Linked DNA regions of Sus scrofa: all the other regions are linked to region 1. The links are chromatin contacts, called in public Hi-C and promoter capture Hi-C maps. All regions are on one chromosome and are shown on one strand. The core of a region is the stretch at or near the end of the contact, and the rest is flanking DNA. Distances in the headings are between cores, read along the strand shown. Region 1 holds the start of EIF2S2 (eukaryotic translation initiation factor 2 subunit 2). Region 2 holds the start of E2F1 (transcription factor E2F1). Region 3 holds the start of DYNLRB1 (dynein light chain roadblock-type 1). Region 4 holds the start of ZNF341 (zinc finger protein 341). Region 5 holds the start of CHMP4B (charged multivesicular body protein 4b).

Region 1 (2,889 bases), core at 168-2,667:
GATCACAAGCATTATACAACTCTCTAAAAGCCTCGGTTTGCTCATCTCTAAAATGGCCATAATAATTCATCTTAAAGGGCTGTCATGAGAATCAAATGAGATTGGAATTTCCCCCCACCTCCGAACAAGATCCAAATTCCTTAATTTGGTCTTCAAATCTCTCTATGAACTAGCCAGTATCTATATTTCAACGGATTAACTCTAACCCAATTGGAGAATACACTATATTTTGTAAGCACACTTACTTGCCCTAACCACTCCCTTGCCCTGGCTTCAGGCCTTCCCACTACTTGAGGAAATTTAAAGCATTTCCAAGGCCCACCTTAAAGCCAAAACTCAAAAAAGCCTCGAATTTTTCTTTTTCCTTCTCTACAACGCCTTAGAGGCCAAGCACTCGGAATGTTTACAGTGAATTATAAACTCAAGAGATTTTTTTTTTTTTTTGGTGGAGAAAGCTGGCCGGTAAGCGGTAGCTCTTCCCTCAGTGTTAATAACTACGGATAGCACTTAAAGTCAAATTTCACTTTAAGTCTGGTTTTATATAAACCGAGATAAATCTAGCCAAAAGGGATTTGAGGAAATGTGCTGAGTTACAAGGACGATAGTAGAAAAAGATCCAGGCAGCTTCGGAGCCCGAACTTCCCGCTGACGTCGCAGTGAGCTCTGCTGAGAAAGGCTCAGGGACTCAGGCCCTAAAACTTTCCGAGGTTAATCACTTTTTCAGGCTGAAAGATCTTTTCCTATCTCCCTCGCTTCCCGGTCTTTAAAAAGAAAAGTTATTAATAACGCTCTAGATGAGAAAAGGAGTGGATGAGGGGTAGGACAAGCCAGGCTGCAAAGTTTTAAACGAAGACGCTCCGAGACGTTCCTCTCGGCACCACCAGCGCCCAGCGAGGGAGAGCTGGAGCTGAAGCGTCAAACCGAAAGAAATGCTGGGGCTGCCAGTCCCAGTCTCGTTCAGCTGGGGCATTAACCCAACATTCAAGCCCTCTTCTGGAGAGCGACTCAACGTGCTCTCCAATCCGGAAACGCCGGCCTCAGCGCCGCCGCCCTGACGAGAGCGGGGCTAAGCCAAGCCGCGGCTCCGGGGCTCTAACCGGCTCTACCGCTCAGGGTCGCCTAGGCCCGGCAGCCCCACATGGCGGCGGCCGGTCGCTAGGCCGCAGGCCCGGTCTCCCACACTGGGGTGAGTTTGGCTCCCTGCCTCGGTCCTTAGCCCTAGCGCCAGCCTCAGGCCCTCACCTCGTCCCCGGACATGGCTGCGGCTCGAGTGGGCTCAACACAGACGGAAAGTCGGACGGGTCAGCCTCAGACCCCGGCTTCAGAGCTGCTCCTGCCGATACCTCTCTCACCACCGCACTAGGATCTTGCATCAGCGAAAGGGAACGACACCCCGCCCTCTCCTCGCAAGCGTTAGAAATGCGCCTGCGCAGAGCCCGCCAACGCGCAGGCGCGCGGAGAAGCCGACCTAATTCGCTCCGACTGGCGCGAGTTACCAGGCGACGTTCCAGCGCCAGGCAAGCCGGGACTTGTAGTCCGCCCGGGAGAGGAGGGCGCCTGCGCGGCGGCCGCCCAGCGACCCGTGCGCGTGCGCGACGTCTGAGGCAGCGGGGCAGGAAGGTTCCATTTCCCCGGTAGTGACTTTTACTTCAGTTTTTCCAGGCGTACGGAACTGTGCAGTTCTGCCTTGCTTGTGGAGTGAATTCGGGGCAGTTCCTCCTGGGTCAGGGTGGTGGGTAAGGCACTCAGTAATATGAATTTGTTGGGGCTTTAGTTTTCTCTGATAGCTCCATCATGCCCCCTCTGGAGTGTTCTAGTCTTTGAGAAACTCTAAGTTGGGGCTAAAGGTGCGCACCTCTCTAAGGGGTTGTACTTCATGAGAAATCTAACCCAACAGGCTGGATTTCAGCTTGGGAGGTCGGAAACCAAAAGCCTTCTCCCTGTAGACGGGAGAGGAGAAACGGCTTGGCAAGAGGCATATGTCAGGAAACATCAAAATCCTTGTTTGTGAAGTCTCTGCTTGAACCCTGTGGATGCAGTTCCCCTTGACACATAATAATAGCAGTTACCCTTCAGCAGGCTCTCACTGTTGTCAGTGCCCTACAGCCAAAGACCACGGAGAACACCCCTGAATTTGAACAAAGCTGGGCCTTTTGTCTTCTTGCAAGGAGGGGAGGCACACCATGAGGCACAGAGGGGCATCTCAGGAAGAGGGTGCTAGAAAGAATTCATAGGAGTTCTTTTGGAGGGGCTTTTGTAGGTAATTTGGGGGAGGGTACAAGGAAGCAGCCCTTCTCTCTGGATTGGATGCTATTAGGAGATGGTGGTATTTCTATGACGGGGTATTTTTTTTCTATTTATGGCCACCCTTGTGGCATATGGAAGTTCCCAGGCTAGGGGTTTAATCAGAGCTGCAGCTGCCGGCCTACACCACAGCCACAGCAACGCAGGATCCGAACCAAGTTTGTGACCTACACCCCACCTTACAGCAACACCAGATCTTTAACTCACGAGCGAGTCAGGGATTAACCCGCATCCTCATGGATGCTAGTTGGGTTCGTTAACCACTGAGCCATGACGTGAACTCCAAGGATGGGGTGTTTTAATAGTTCTTATCTAAAAGTGGAGAAGAACCAAGAGTGGCTAAAGCTATGATTGGTTTAAAAGGAGCAGCCCCTCTTATGGTTGGGACAATGTTATTTTTTGTTTGTGTTCAGACATGCTTATAGAGTGGTGTTGGTTTTGTCTTGATCCATCATGGTCACAGAGTGGTTTTGTCTGATATTGGTGTCTTGTGAAATTATGTTCTATAAAGCAGCACATTCTAGTTGATAGTGCCAGCCTAGCTCCCACTATTTAGGGACTGCTTTTCTCCATCTCACTGTGCTT
Region 2 (2,889 bases), core at 271-2,770, 380 kb before region 1:
CTGGGGGCCTCCTCTCCAGCTCCCAGAGGCCCAGCCCACCCAGTACTTCCACTGGGGCCAGGGGTCTGCCTGCCTGATTAATGAGCTTCCATGGCAACCAGAGTCTGGGAGGGTGGAGGGTGGCAGATGGAAGGACAGGCAGAGGGAGGGGAATCAGCAGCTGGCCCAGCCACCCCGCCCCTGCAGAGAAGGCCTCCCAGCCAGGCGGCCTGTCCCCAGAGGCCCGGAGGGCTAGGCCTGCACCTGGCAGTCCAGCATCCAGGCAGGAAGGAGGGTCTCCTCAATGGCCCTTCAACTTTCTGGTCCCAGAACTTTCCCCTGACTTCCCCAAGCAGCCGTGCCCACCATCCAGCCACAAGTTCTGGTCTGAAGCCAGCAGGCCTCAGTTCAAATCCCACTTGCAGCCTTGTGACCAGGGGGCAAGCCACTTCCCCTCTCTGGGCACAGTTCAGATGGGCACAGTGACAACACAGAGCTAGCTCACAGCATGGATGTGAGTTTTAGCTGCCTTGAAGTCTGCCAGAGGCCTGGCAGGCAGTCAGCAACAGCTGAATACACGTGGGCCATTATTATCATTGAGTCTGACCCTAGACAGGCTCCAGCGAAGAAGCTGAGGCCCAGAGCACAGAGGAGCAAACAAGGACTGGCCCGAGGTCACCCTGCACCCCGGGGCGGAGCCCGAAGGCCCAACCCAAGCTCGGCACCGCCCAGCCTGGGCGCCTCAACCCACCCTCCCCCGCCCTCGCCGCCTCCAGGCCAAACATAGCGCCCCGCCCGGGTCTACGCCGGGGTCCAGGCAGCGCACTTGGCCCAGTGTCCCTGGTGTCCGTACCGGCGGGCGGCCGAGCGCGGGGCGCGGCGCGCTGGGGGTGGGCCGGGGCGCCTGCGGCGTGGCGAAGAGCAGCAGGTCGGGGTCGCGGGGGCCGGTGGCGGGCGCGGCGGGGCCGGCGGGGGCCGCTGGGGCGCTGGCGTCCTGCGCGGTGGAGATGATGACGATCTGCGAGGAGTCGAGCAGCCGCAGCGCGCCGGCCCCGAGCAGGGCCTCCAGCGCCGGCGCGCATGGGCCGCCCGCGGGGGCCACGGCCATGGCGCTCACGGCCCGCGCGGCCCGGGTGGCAGTCGGCGGCGGCGGCGCGGGCCCATGGCAGCAGGCCGAGGCGAGGGCTCGATCCCGCTCCGGATCCCGCTCCGCCCCCGGCCGCCGCTGCCTGCAAAGTCCCGGCCACTTTTACGCGCCAAATCCTTTTTGCCGCGAAAGAGCCACGAGCCGCCGAGCGCTGCGCCTATTGGCTGTCCTGGCTGTGACGGAGGCGACGGCGACGGCGCCCATTGGTTGCAGCGCGCCGGACCGGCGGCGGAGGGCGGGACGGGGCGGCGGCGCGAGGAAGCACCGCCAATCGCAGGATGGGGCGCGCGCAGGCTTTGTCGGGGCGGTGCCAGGCGCGTTCGCACTCCCCGCCCCTAGAGGGGACGGCCCTGTGTGGGGAGTGGTGGCCCCACCCCCTCTTCGACGCACCCCATCCTGTTGATACCCTTTAGTGGAGGCTTTTACAACAGAACGTGTGTTGTGCACAGATCGCTATCCACAGACCCCACGTGACCTCCCAGAACCCCCACCTGTGGGTGCTCCAACACCCTCAGGCCATAACTCTAGAAACTGCAAACGCAGTTTCTCTTTTCCAGGATCTCAAGCCCACCTACAAAACCCCAGCCACATCTTTCCTCAACTTGCCCCACCAATGCCATTTACTTTCAAATCCTGCGCCCACCTTATCCCTTCCACCCAGAGCACAAGCAGAAGGAGTTGCCAGAAAATGGAGAGGAATGTCTGACCCAGTACAGCTTGGGGCTTTTCTCCAAAGCCTCCTGTAGCTGGAATCGCTTCAACAACCAAAGCACAGCTTCTGCTTGAACTGATTCCTTCGTTCATTCAACAAACCTTTTTTTTTTTTTTTTTTTTTTTTTTTTGCTTTTTAGGGTACCCCCTGGAAGGTTCCCAGGCTGGGGGTCAAATCAGAGCTGTAGCTGCCAGCCAAGGCCACAGCCACAGCAACATCAGATCTGAGACCTGTCTGCCACCTACATCACTGCTCACCACAACGCTGGATCCTTAACCCACTGAGCAAGGCCAGGGATCGAACCCACAACCTCATGGTTCCTAGTCGGATTCATTTCCGCTGAGCCACTTTGGGAACCCCAACAAATGTTTTGAGAGTCTGCTCTGTGCCCCCTTCTTGACTCCTGGCCCTAAGGATCTAACAGTTTAGTGAAAGGGGCTGGAGGGAAACTGAGGTAACAAATGTTTACATATGACACAGATTTCAACTATTAAGGTAATTCCATGTTAGATTTTACAAAGGGAGGAGGTGAGTGTGCTGAGCAACCAGAGGCCACAGGACCTCCCCATCAGCCACTTCTCATTGCTCAGTTCAGCTGATTTGAGTTATATTGTCCTCTCCTCTGTGCCAGGCTTTGTGCCAGCGCTGAGGGCAGATATGTGAAAGGCTTGATAATTTCTATGAACTTGCCTGCCATCTGGTGGGGATGGGCCCATCAAAAAAAAAGTAGCTGGAGTTTCCTCTGTGGCACAATGGGATCGGTGTCATCTCTGTAGTGCCAGGATGTAGATTCTATTCCCAGCCTGGCACAGTGGATTAAAGGATCGGACTTACCACAGCTGTGGTGTAGGTTGCAACTGTGGCTCAGATCTGATTCCTGGCCTGGAACTCCATATGCCTCAGGGTGGCCAAAAGTGAAACAAACAATAAAAGGTAGCTAAGATGCAATCAAGAATGAGATCCCTTACGGATGTGATAAATTCATTGAGTAATAAAAAAATAAGATTTAGTACTAAAAATAATAATAATAATAATAAAGAATGAGATCCCT
Region 3 (2,889 bases), core at 226-2,725, 350 kb after region 1:
AAATAATGCTAAACTAAAACCTTTTTACAGATTTCACTAGTTTTTCCACCAATGTCCCTTTTCTCAGTCTCTTTCAATCTGTGACAGTTCTCATTCATTCCTTGTCTTTCCAGACTTTGACTTTTTTTTTTTTTTTTTGGGTCTTTTTGTCTTTTTCCCATTTTCTTGGGCCGCTCTCGCGGCATATGGAGGTTCCCAGGCTAGGGGTCCAATTGGAGCTGTAACCACCAGCCTATGCCAGAGCCACAACAACGATGGATCCGAGCCGCGTCTGCAACCTACACCACAGCTCATGGCAACGCTGGATTGTTAACCCACTGAGCAACCTCATGGTTCCTAGTCGGATTCGTTAACCACTGCGCCACGACGGGAACTCCAGTTCTTTTTGTGTGTGTGTGTGTGTGACTTTGACATTTTTTGAAGAGTATTGGTTGGGTACCTTATAGAGTCCCTCAAGTTTGGTTTAATGTTTTCTCATGGTTAAGGCCATGGATTTTTGTGAAAAACACCACAGATGTAAAGTGCCCTTTGCAAGATTATCAGAGGGCACATATTAGTATATCCCATAACCAGTTATGTTAACCTTGATCCTCTGGTTATGATGGTGTCTCCCAAGTTTCTTCACCATAAAGTCACTATTCAATCTTCTTAACATGCAGACGCCCCTGGAAGGAAAACCAAATCCTTACTCAACTGAACGAGGCGACAGTGGAATGAAAGTTTGGAGCTTGAATTCAGCAAGCTCCAGTGCCTCCAAGAAACTTTAAGCTGAGGCTACAGGAGATAGAGTGGGTGTAAGCCCAGTAACATAGCACAAGGTTCACTAAATGGCAGTTGTCTTAGCAAATTATTTCCTGCTAGAGAACCCAGAATTTTTTTGTGTGGAAAACTTAACATAGGGCTCTAGGAAGAAGGGTCCCCCTTTTAAAGGTGAGCAAATGAGGGACTACAGAAATTTGAAGTGGCTTCTCTAAGGCAACACAAGGGCGGCCCTGAGCTAGAGGTTCTAAGACTAAAAGACTCCCAGGCTAGCCCCGACCACTTTACCTCAGTGCCCTCATGGAATCCGGGGGAGTCGCTCACGAGACCCTATGGATTCTTGGCTCCAGTTCGAATTTCGGACTTTTTAGCGCATTTTGGCTCGGAGCCTCGCCTTGCCTCAATTCGGGAGCAAAGTGGATATCAGCAACACCCACTCCTTCAGAGTCTCTCCCCACCCTACACCCAGGACCTCCAGAGCTAGCTCAGGCCTCGGTTAAGTGTTGAAAGCCTCTTCCAACAAAGCCAACTTGCCTCTTTTCGGCATAGCTGGAGCTGGGAATTTTCCATAGCTGGATTGCTACTTTGCTGTTCGCGGACAGCACTGGGCCAATTCCCCAGGATCCGCCTACCCGCCTGCTGGCTCCTGATAGGCTACCGAGCCTGTCCGCTTTGACAGGAGCTGTGCGCAGGCGCAGAGAAGCTCCGGGACTGGGCTGAAGGCCGGCGACGAGGAGCTACAGGATCGGTCCGAGATGGTGAGTATCTGCTGGGAGCTTGTGGCCAGCGGCCGGGAGGTGGCCAACCACGACCTCCCACCACCCTCAGCCCAGAGGTCCATCCTCCCGGGCGGCATCCGCGGGGCTGGGCGCGCCGGACCGAAGCAGTCTGGAGGGCGGAACCGGGGCGGCGCGGGCCTCCTGACTCGGACCGAGGGGGCCGAGGCGGGGCCACCGGATCCAGTGGTCCCTTGACCGGAAGTAGTTGCTGGTGCCACGGGGAAGGATTGACGGAGCTGGGCACACGGGCCCCTGCATCCTAGCAACCTTGGCCTTGTTGAGCTATAACAACAATAGTGATTATATTTTCTAGAAACTTAATTCGTGCCAGACACTGCTATACGCTTTACATACCCTGGCCTGCCTCCTCACCGTAGCTCTGTGAAGTAGGTACGACCATTATCCCTGTATTACACACTCGGGATGTAAAACCCGGTGAAACTAAGTGCCCTGCCCCAGTAAATGACGGAGATGGACTTGAACCCTAGACACTTGACTGCTGCCTTTCTGTGTGATTCTTTCGAGCCGTTGAGAAATGGTGCATGAGTCAGAAACGAGCGGGATCCACCCTTGTGGTTCCTGCCTTGCTGACTGGAACTGTGGGCTCTTTATGCCTTTACAGGTTTGGTTTCTTGTGTTTTTAATCCTCCCAACTTGTAAAAAACAAAACAAAACAAAAAAAACAACAACTTGGAAAGAGCTTTTGAACGTTAAACCATGTGAATGGTTTTAAAAAATCGTATTTAAGAATTTAAAGCCTAAAAGAAAAATTGAAAGGGAATAAGAAACAGTACCATACCTGGAGGTAACGACTTATAATTAGGCAGATTACTTGTTTTGTTTTCGTCAGTTTTTGCTTTATATAGTTTAGCTGTATGTAGAATAGATACAGCTATTTATAGTTTATAGTTAGCTAGTTTATAGACTAGATGAGGTAACTTTATCATTCATATCACTTTTTAAACTGTAAAAGAAATTGACTTTTAGCAGATAATAACTGCACACAGTAAAAACAAAAAAGCATCTGAAAGGATCTAAGTGAAAATAAATCTTCCACCAAACCTTGATACCCAGCTTCAATCTCCTTTAGAAACATTAGTTCCTTTTATATGTATACCAGCATGTATATATGTCCTGTCTTTTTCTTACACTAATAGTAGCTTCCTGCAACTTCTACCATGCTATTGTGTGCTTCTACTCATGAAAGCAAAATATATTTAGATGCACATTTCAACAAATTGAAGCAGTACCAAAGTTTGTAACGTAGAAAGTATATGTAGTTCCCACCTCACTCCTCTCTGGTAATGACAGTTGGGTGTGTTTCTTTCCATATTTATTAAGTGCATAAGCA
Region 4 (2,889 bases), core at 274-2,773, 350 kb before region 1:
AGAGGATAGATGATGAAAATCTGGGGCCACTGGATCAATGGGAATGTTAAAATGTTGGTGTCCAGTATCCCTTCCCAGAGAGTCAATGGGAAGCAGGGTTTGGGGCTTGAGGTGGATTCTGGGTCTCAAGGGTTTCCAGAAAAGGAGGCAGGGCACAGAGTCTGGGAGATGGGTGGGTTCTCTGTGGGGGCATTTGCATATAGCTAGCTGCGCAAGGGGGACTAGGAAGGGGAGGGGTGCTGTTTGGGGTGGGGAGTGGTGTTCAGAACAGGACGTGGAGTTCACAGTAGAAATGGGCCTTTAGTCAGAGGATCTTCGAGGCAATTTATCAGGAACAGGAGCTTGCAGTGTTCTACAATGACAGTGGAGTTTTAACTTTTTTTTTTTTAATTTTAGGAGTTATCTATTTAGAAACTGAAGATGTGGTTTTTTGATTATTGCTTTGAATGAGGCTAAAACATGTATTTAAGAAAAAAGAATGAGATGTTTAGAGTCAAATCCATGGTAGTCCAGTTGTAGGAGGATATGGCCATGCCCATGGGAGAGATTGTCATTGCTGGCACAGCTACCCCCATGCACACCTCAACACTTCTTTGTGGCCCAAGTGTACATACTTTGAAACTACATCACAACTTGTCCTGACCTAATTTTCAAAACGTAATGTCTATTTGCTTCCCCCCACTCCTAACTCCATGGAAAAGGACCACTGTACTCCTGGAGTTACTATAGGACTTAGTAGGTCCTCAATGAGGAGCTGATGAAGCATAAAAAAAGATGATGGGGGATCCAAATGAGGGGCAGGAGGATTTTTGGGAGACCTGGATGGGCTTTCTCTGAGGCTGGCCAGAGTGGTGCTGAGGTGGGCATTGGGAGTTTATGTAACAGAAATAGGGTTTCCAAGAAGCAGGGGAGAAAGTCCGTGTATAGAGGGAATGAAGGTTCCCAAAAGGCGGAAATGGAGGTTTCTGTAACGGAAATCTCTTGAAGTGACAGGGGATTAAGACCAGGCAGAGATGGGGGTCATGTGAGGAGAAGTTGGTGGCTTCCAATAGTTAGAGATGGTCACTGAGGGAGGAGGGAATGAGAAGCCTATGATAAGGGATGGGAATCCGTGTTACACAGCTGGAGCAGGAGTCCTGTATTAAAGTGGAGATGGGGGCGTTGGTGAGATGCGTAAGATGGGAATGGGGTTGGTTTGCACAGGCGAGGGTTCTGTGTGCGGTGCAAATATTCGGTCCGTGTCGCAGAGTTGGGGAGGGTCTCACGCAGCAGGACGGAGGTCTGTATCACAGAGTTGAGGGTCACGTCCGGTGTTGTGGGGCTGGAGGTCCAGAAAACTGGGAGGTCCCTGTGTACAGCAGGGATGGGGTCGATGTGCAGAGTCGGGGGTTCAAGTGAGGCAGGGATGGGGTCAATGGGCGCCGGTGGCTGGGTCATTTAGGCGGGACTGGGGTAGCCCCAGGATGGTGGGGGTCCTGTGAGGCCATTACTGGCTTTCCCAATTGGGGTGCCCGAGTTTCAGCGGCGGCTCCCGGGCGCCCCCTGGCGGCCCCGTTCTCGCCGCCGCCGCCTCGGCTCCCACAATGCTCGCGCAGCCGGGCTTCGGGCTCTGGTGGCAGCGGCAGCTCCAAGATGGCGCAGACGATCTTCGAGGCCCTGGAGGGTGAGCCGCGGCGAGGCCGGGGGAGGCGGCTGTTCCGAATTGCGCCCCCTCCCGCCGCGCCCTCGCAGCGCCGGGCCCAGGGCGCGTGGCGGCCGCGGGGCGGAGGGCGCCAGGGCCGGAAGAGCAGCGGGGCGGGAGGGGCACGAATGGGAACAGCCGCGGGAGCCGAGGGCCGGCGGGGGTAGGGGCCAGCGGGGCCGGAACAGCAGCCGAGTTGAGGCGCAGCGGTGATGGGGGGGGCGCCTCAGGATCGGAACAGCCGCGGGAGCTGAAGCCCGACGGGGAGGGGCAACGGGACAGTAACAGCGGGGGAGAGAAGGCCCTGGGGTGGGGGGGAAGCACTGGGACCGGAACAGCCGGAGAAGGCTGGCGCAGCGCGGGGGGGAAGGCGGTCTCGGGCCGGAACAGCGGCAGCCTCCCGGGCCTCGGGCTGTTGCCGGGGTGGGGGTAGAGAAGGCTTCCTGGAGGGAGCAGCTGCGGGGAGGAAGAAGCCCCGCCGGGTCTGGAACCGGGGGAGGCTGCGCTGCTGAAGGGAGGCCTGGGAATGGCTGCCCCCAGAGGGACGGTGGTACAGAAGCGGTGCGGGGTTGGAGGGGCCGGGCCAGGTGTCCTGGCCGTGAAGAACTTGTATTGAGCGCCAACTGTGTGGTTTGGGCTCAGACATAGTGTCCAATTCAGAAGGAAAGGATCAGCGCCACCTTTGTGCAAGGTTGGCCTCGGTGCTCACCGACAGAAACCAGCAAACTCTGGGTACCTACTTTGTGGACCATTTCGGCGTGCAGAGTTTTATAAACTCAGAGCAAGAAAGGATGGATGCCAACATTGTGGTTGCTCTGGGAATTGTGAGCTTTGGAGACAGGAAGACACTGAGAGTGTCCTTGTGTGCCTTCTGGGAGTTGGAGAGGAAGCCTCTTCGGATCCAGGGCCATGGCCAGCTTGATGCTGGGGGGCCACAGACTCAAGAATGTTTTTGGAGGCATGAGATATGTATACACAGAGGTAGTGCAGGTACCGAAAATAGGCTAGACTGGTGGTATGTGGCTGAGGCTTTGAGTCCTGCACTGGCCAGGTCTCAGTCTTGTCTCTACTTGGAGGATCAGAGTTCTCAGCATGAAATGTGTATTCCTGCCCCCATCTGGAAAGCTTGAGCTTCAGGGAGGTGAGGCACAGAGAGAAATTATAGAATTAGAGTTTACCAAATTATAGGAGTTTCCGCTGTGGAGCAA
Region 5 (2,889 bases), core at 286-2,785, 280 kb before region 1:
TCTTCCAACTGGAAAGTTGGGTGAAGTGGATTCTCCCATCCCCTGGGAATGGTTACCTGTCTGTGCAGGCAGGTGTTGTGGCAGATTCCAACAACAATGACAATATCTGAGGCATGTTTTTGTCTTCATGTAGATAATAATCTAGGGAAGAGACAAGACTCGGTTATGTGAAATAACAGAGGAAAAGTTCAGTTAGGCTCATTTATTTGAAACTGTTTCTAAGCAAGAGAGTCCAGGAAGGAATAAAAAAGAAGCCATGATTTTCTTCATTGAAGAGCACTTCACATCGTCACTCAGAACAGGTTTACTTTTTGTTTTCATACAAGACTAACATATGCAAAAGATTGGAAGTGGCAAATTAGATTGGTGGGCTTGGGGGAAGTATTGGCTATTACAGCCTCATTGCTAATGGATGGAGAAGTGATTCTTGACAGCAATAGACAAGGAAAAACAATGTCGTGTAATGCAGCTACATACACATGAAAATCCTAAATACCTCTGCTACTTTTGAAAATTCTGGAGTTCCTGTCGTGACTCAGCAGAAACGAATCTGACTAGTATCCATGAGGACGCGGGTCTGATCCCTGGCCTCACTCAGTGGGTTAAGGATCTAGCGTTGCCTCGAGCTGTGGTGTAGGTCGCAGACATGGCTGGGACCTGGCATTGCTGTGGCTGTGGTTTAGGCTGGCAGCTGCTGCTCCGAATCTACCACTAGCCTAGGAACCTACATGTGCCTCGGGTGAGGCCCTAGAAAGACAAAAAAAGACAAAAAAAAAAAAAAAAAAAAAAAAAAAAAAAAAGAAAAAAAGAAAGTTTTGAGTCTTCTCCTGGTTTAATTGCTGTTGTGCATAATGATGACCCAGGCCTATGCCAAATAAGCACTTGACATTCCTATCTCACACAGGCTTGTAGGTGGTCCTGTTGTTATCTCCAGTTTACAGTTTTGAAAAGGCAAGTACGGAGAATAGGGCAAGTAACGCGCCTAAGTAAGTATTCAAGGTGAGTTTTGAACATTTGCAGTCTAGCTTTGCCTTAAGCCTCTACTAGGTTTCGAAGAACCTGTTAGGTGAATAAAGAGTAGAAAGGCACTGCAGGTAGAGGAACAGCATATGCGAAGATACGTCTAAGTTAAGCTAATCAGTCCCTCAATTTCTGAGTCTTGGTTACTCACCTACAAAATTAACAGTATTATCTCTCATAGGCGTGTGAGAATTTAATGTAATAATGAATGTAAAGCATTTTTCACAATGCCTGGATCACAGAATGTGCATAACGTTAATTACTGTTTTATAAACTACTCATTTCCTGTTCTACCTCTACAGAGCTGGTTCCAAGAAGACTACATTTCCCAGCATGCCATCTCGCCCTTTGACTCTAGCTAGACCAAAAAAATGCGTCGTAGAGCTCCTGAAGCCGGAAGACTACAGTCTCCCAGCATGCAGCGCACCTCCTTCCATTAAATTTGAGGCATGGCCCGCGCGTTGCCCTTCGGGAGTTGTAGTCCACGGCGTGTTTCCCTGACGCCGGCCGGGCCGGGCGTGGGGGCCTGTGGGAGGTGGCTCGGCCGGGCCCAGCTGCGGGGCGGAGGTGGCGAAGAGGCCTGCGGCGGCAGGGAGCAGCAGGGCTGGGAGCAGGCGCCGGAACCGAGCCGAGCCGAGCCGAAGCGGGCGGCGCAGGCCGGCGCGGCGAGCAGCAACCATGTCGGTGTTTGGGAAGCTGTTCGGGGCTGGAGGGGGTAAGGCCGGCAAGGGCGGCCCGACCCCCCAGGAGGCCATCCAGAGACTGCGGGACACAGAGGAGATGCTAAGTAAGAAACAGGAATTCCTGGAGAAGAAGATCGAACAGGAACTGACGGCCGCCAAGAAGCACGGCACTAAAAACAAGCGCGGTGAGTTGGCCCGGCCCCCTCAGACTTCCCTGGCCTGGACTCCACCTTCGCCAGACTCGCGCTAGTGTTTGCTCGGATCCTGGACCTCTTACCCGGTCAGACTCCCTTCAGTGTCGCCCCCTGGACTTCTTCATTAGACTGTCATTCCAGCCCTCTTCTCCCAGGCTCTCCCCACTCTGCCAGGCCCTTTCAGACCCTCGTTTCACAGCACTTCCTTCGTCCTCACTCTGTTCCTTTCTCCTCCACATTTCCCCCTCCCTCTGGTCTGTCCTCACCCAGCTTCCCAGATACTGCCGCCGCCTCCTTCTTGTCTCCTTTCTGCCCTCCATTCTAACACTTGTGTCCTTCCTGTCCCACTCCTACCCTCTGCCAACCCCTCTGGGGAATCCATGAGCTGTCCCTGGCCTCTCTCCCCATCCCCCTGACTCAGAATTCTCCTTTAGAAGCCTCCTGAATGGAGAGAAAAAGGAACTGGGAGGAGAGGAGGTCCCCTGTTCACTTGCTGAATGAACTTGAGCAAGTTACTTTTCCTCTTGAGGTTCATTTCTCCCATCCATCAGCCAGGGTTTGACCTCCATGGGGCCTAAAGTGCCTTCCAGCTCTGTGATTCACCTCTGGTTTCCTCATAACCAGGTTTTATCAGAGTTTCACGTAGCGCAAGCCTTCACGCGGTGACTCACGGCTTCCTGATCCCGGTGTACCAGAAATAAGGATTCCATTCCTCCGTTGGCCCCGACTCCTCCCCCAGTCCCTACTTCTGTGATTGAGGGCGGGGATAAGGAACTCTGAGGCACTTCCTGTTGTATGGCTTTCTGGGCAAGTGCTTTGTATTCTTAGGTGAAAAAGTGTTAATAACGATAAAGCAGTTTAGAAATATTTGATTTTTCTCGTTGTTACGGCAATGTGAGAGTGAACCATAACATGACAACCCTCCCCCTGAGGAGGGGGAAAGTGAGAGGGGTTTAGGAGCTATACAAACAAGTAGGTAACTCAGAAGTCTG

What was found. Promoter capture Hi-C pulls out the DNA fragments that hold promoters and counts their contacts. A called contact is a pair of places that touch in the nucleus more often than the background predicts.
Region 2: a contact with region 1 is called in a promoter capture Hi-C map of fetal liver, with 4 times the contacts expected there. The contact joins the promoter of E2F1 here to the promoter of EIF2S2 in region 1. A contact is called at or near these places in 1 of 5 promoter capture datasets (fetal liver) and 1 of 2 datasets of contacts at active chromatin or transcription factors (alveolar macrophages).
Region 3: a contact with region 1 is called in a Hi-C map of skeletal muscle, with 4 times the contacts expected there. The contact joins the promoter of DYNLRB1 here to the promoter of EIF2S2 in region 1. A contact is called at or near these places in 1 of 47 Hi-C or Micro-C datasets (skeletal muscle) and 1 of 2 datasets of contacts at active chromatin or transcription factors (alveolar macrophages).
Region 4: a Hi-C map of liver shows a contact between it and region 1, with 4 times the contacts expected there. The contact joins the promoter of ZNF341 here to the promoter of EIF2S2 in region 1. A contact is called at or near these places in 4 of 47 Hi-C or Micro-C datasets (heart right ventricle, liver and skeletal muscle) and 1 of 2 datasets of contacts at active chromatin or transcription factors (alveolar macrophages).
Region 5: a contact with region 1 is called in a promoter capture Hi-C map of liver, with 5 times the contacts expected there. The contact joins the promoter of CHMP4B here to the promoter of EIF2S2 in region 1. A contact is called at or near these places in 3 of 5 promoter capture datasets (fetal liver, fetal skeletal muscle and liver), 7 of 47 Hi-C or Micro-C datasets (embryonic fibroblasts, heart right ventricle, liver and 1 more) and 1 of 2 datasets of contacts at active chromatin or transcription factors (alveolar macrophages).

The regions. Positions count from the first base shown.
Region 1 is chr17:37,568,852-37,571,740 of Sscrofa11.1, forward strand. EIF2S2 (eukaryotic translation initiation factor 2 subunit 2) reads right to left here and starts at 1,418. Exons shown (of 9, transcript XM_001929150.6): 1 at 1,243-1,418. The coding sequence starts at 1,257. It also overlaps a transcript of ASIP not described here.
Region 2 is chr17:37,188,598-37,191,486 of Sscrofa11.1, forward strand. E2F1 (transcription factor E2F1) reads right to left here and starts at 1,521. Exons shown (of 9, transcript XM_021077692.1): 1 at 1,517-1,521; 2 at 1,350-1,461; 3 at 833-1,225. The coding sequence starts at 1,521.
Region 3 is chr17:37,921,997-37,924,885 of Sscrofa11.1, forward strand. DYNLRB1 (dynein light chain roadblock-type 1) reads left to right here and starts at 1,476. Exons shown (of 4, transcript NM_001190180.1): 1 at 1,476-1,517. The coding sequence starts at 1,515.
Region 4 is chr17:37,222,436-37,225,324 of Sscrofa11.1, forward strand. ZNF341 (zinc finger protein 341) reads left to right here and starts at 1,524. Exons shown (of 16, transcript XR_002339879.1): 1 at 1,524-1,663.
Region 5 is chr17:37,283,887-37,286,775 of Sscrofa11.1, forward strand. It overlaps CHMP4B (charged multivesicular body protein 4b), which reads left to right and starts at 1,536. Exons shown (of 5, transcript XM_003134402.6): 1 at 1,536-1,888. The coding sequence starts at 1,699.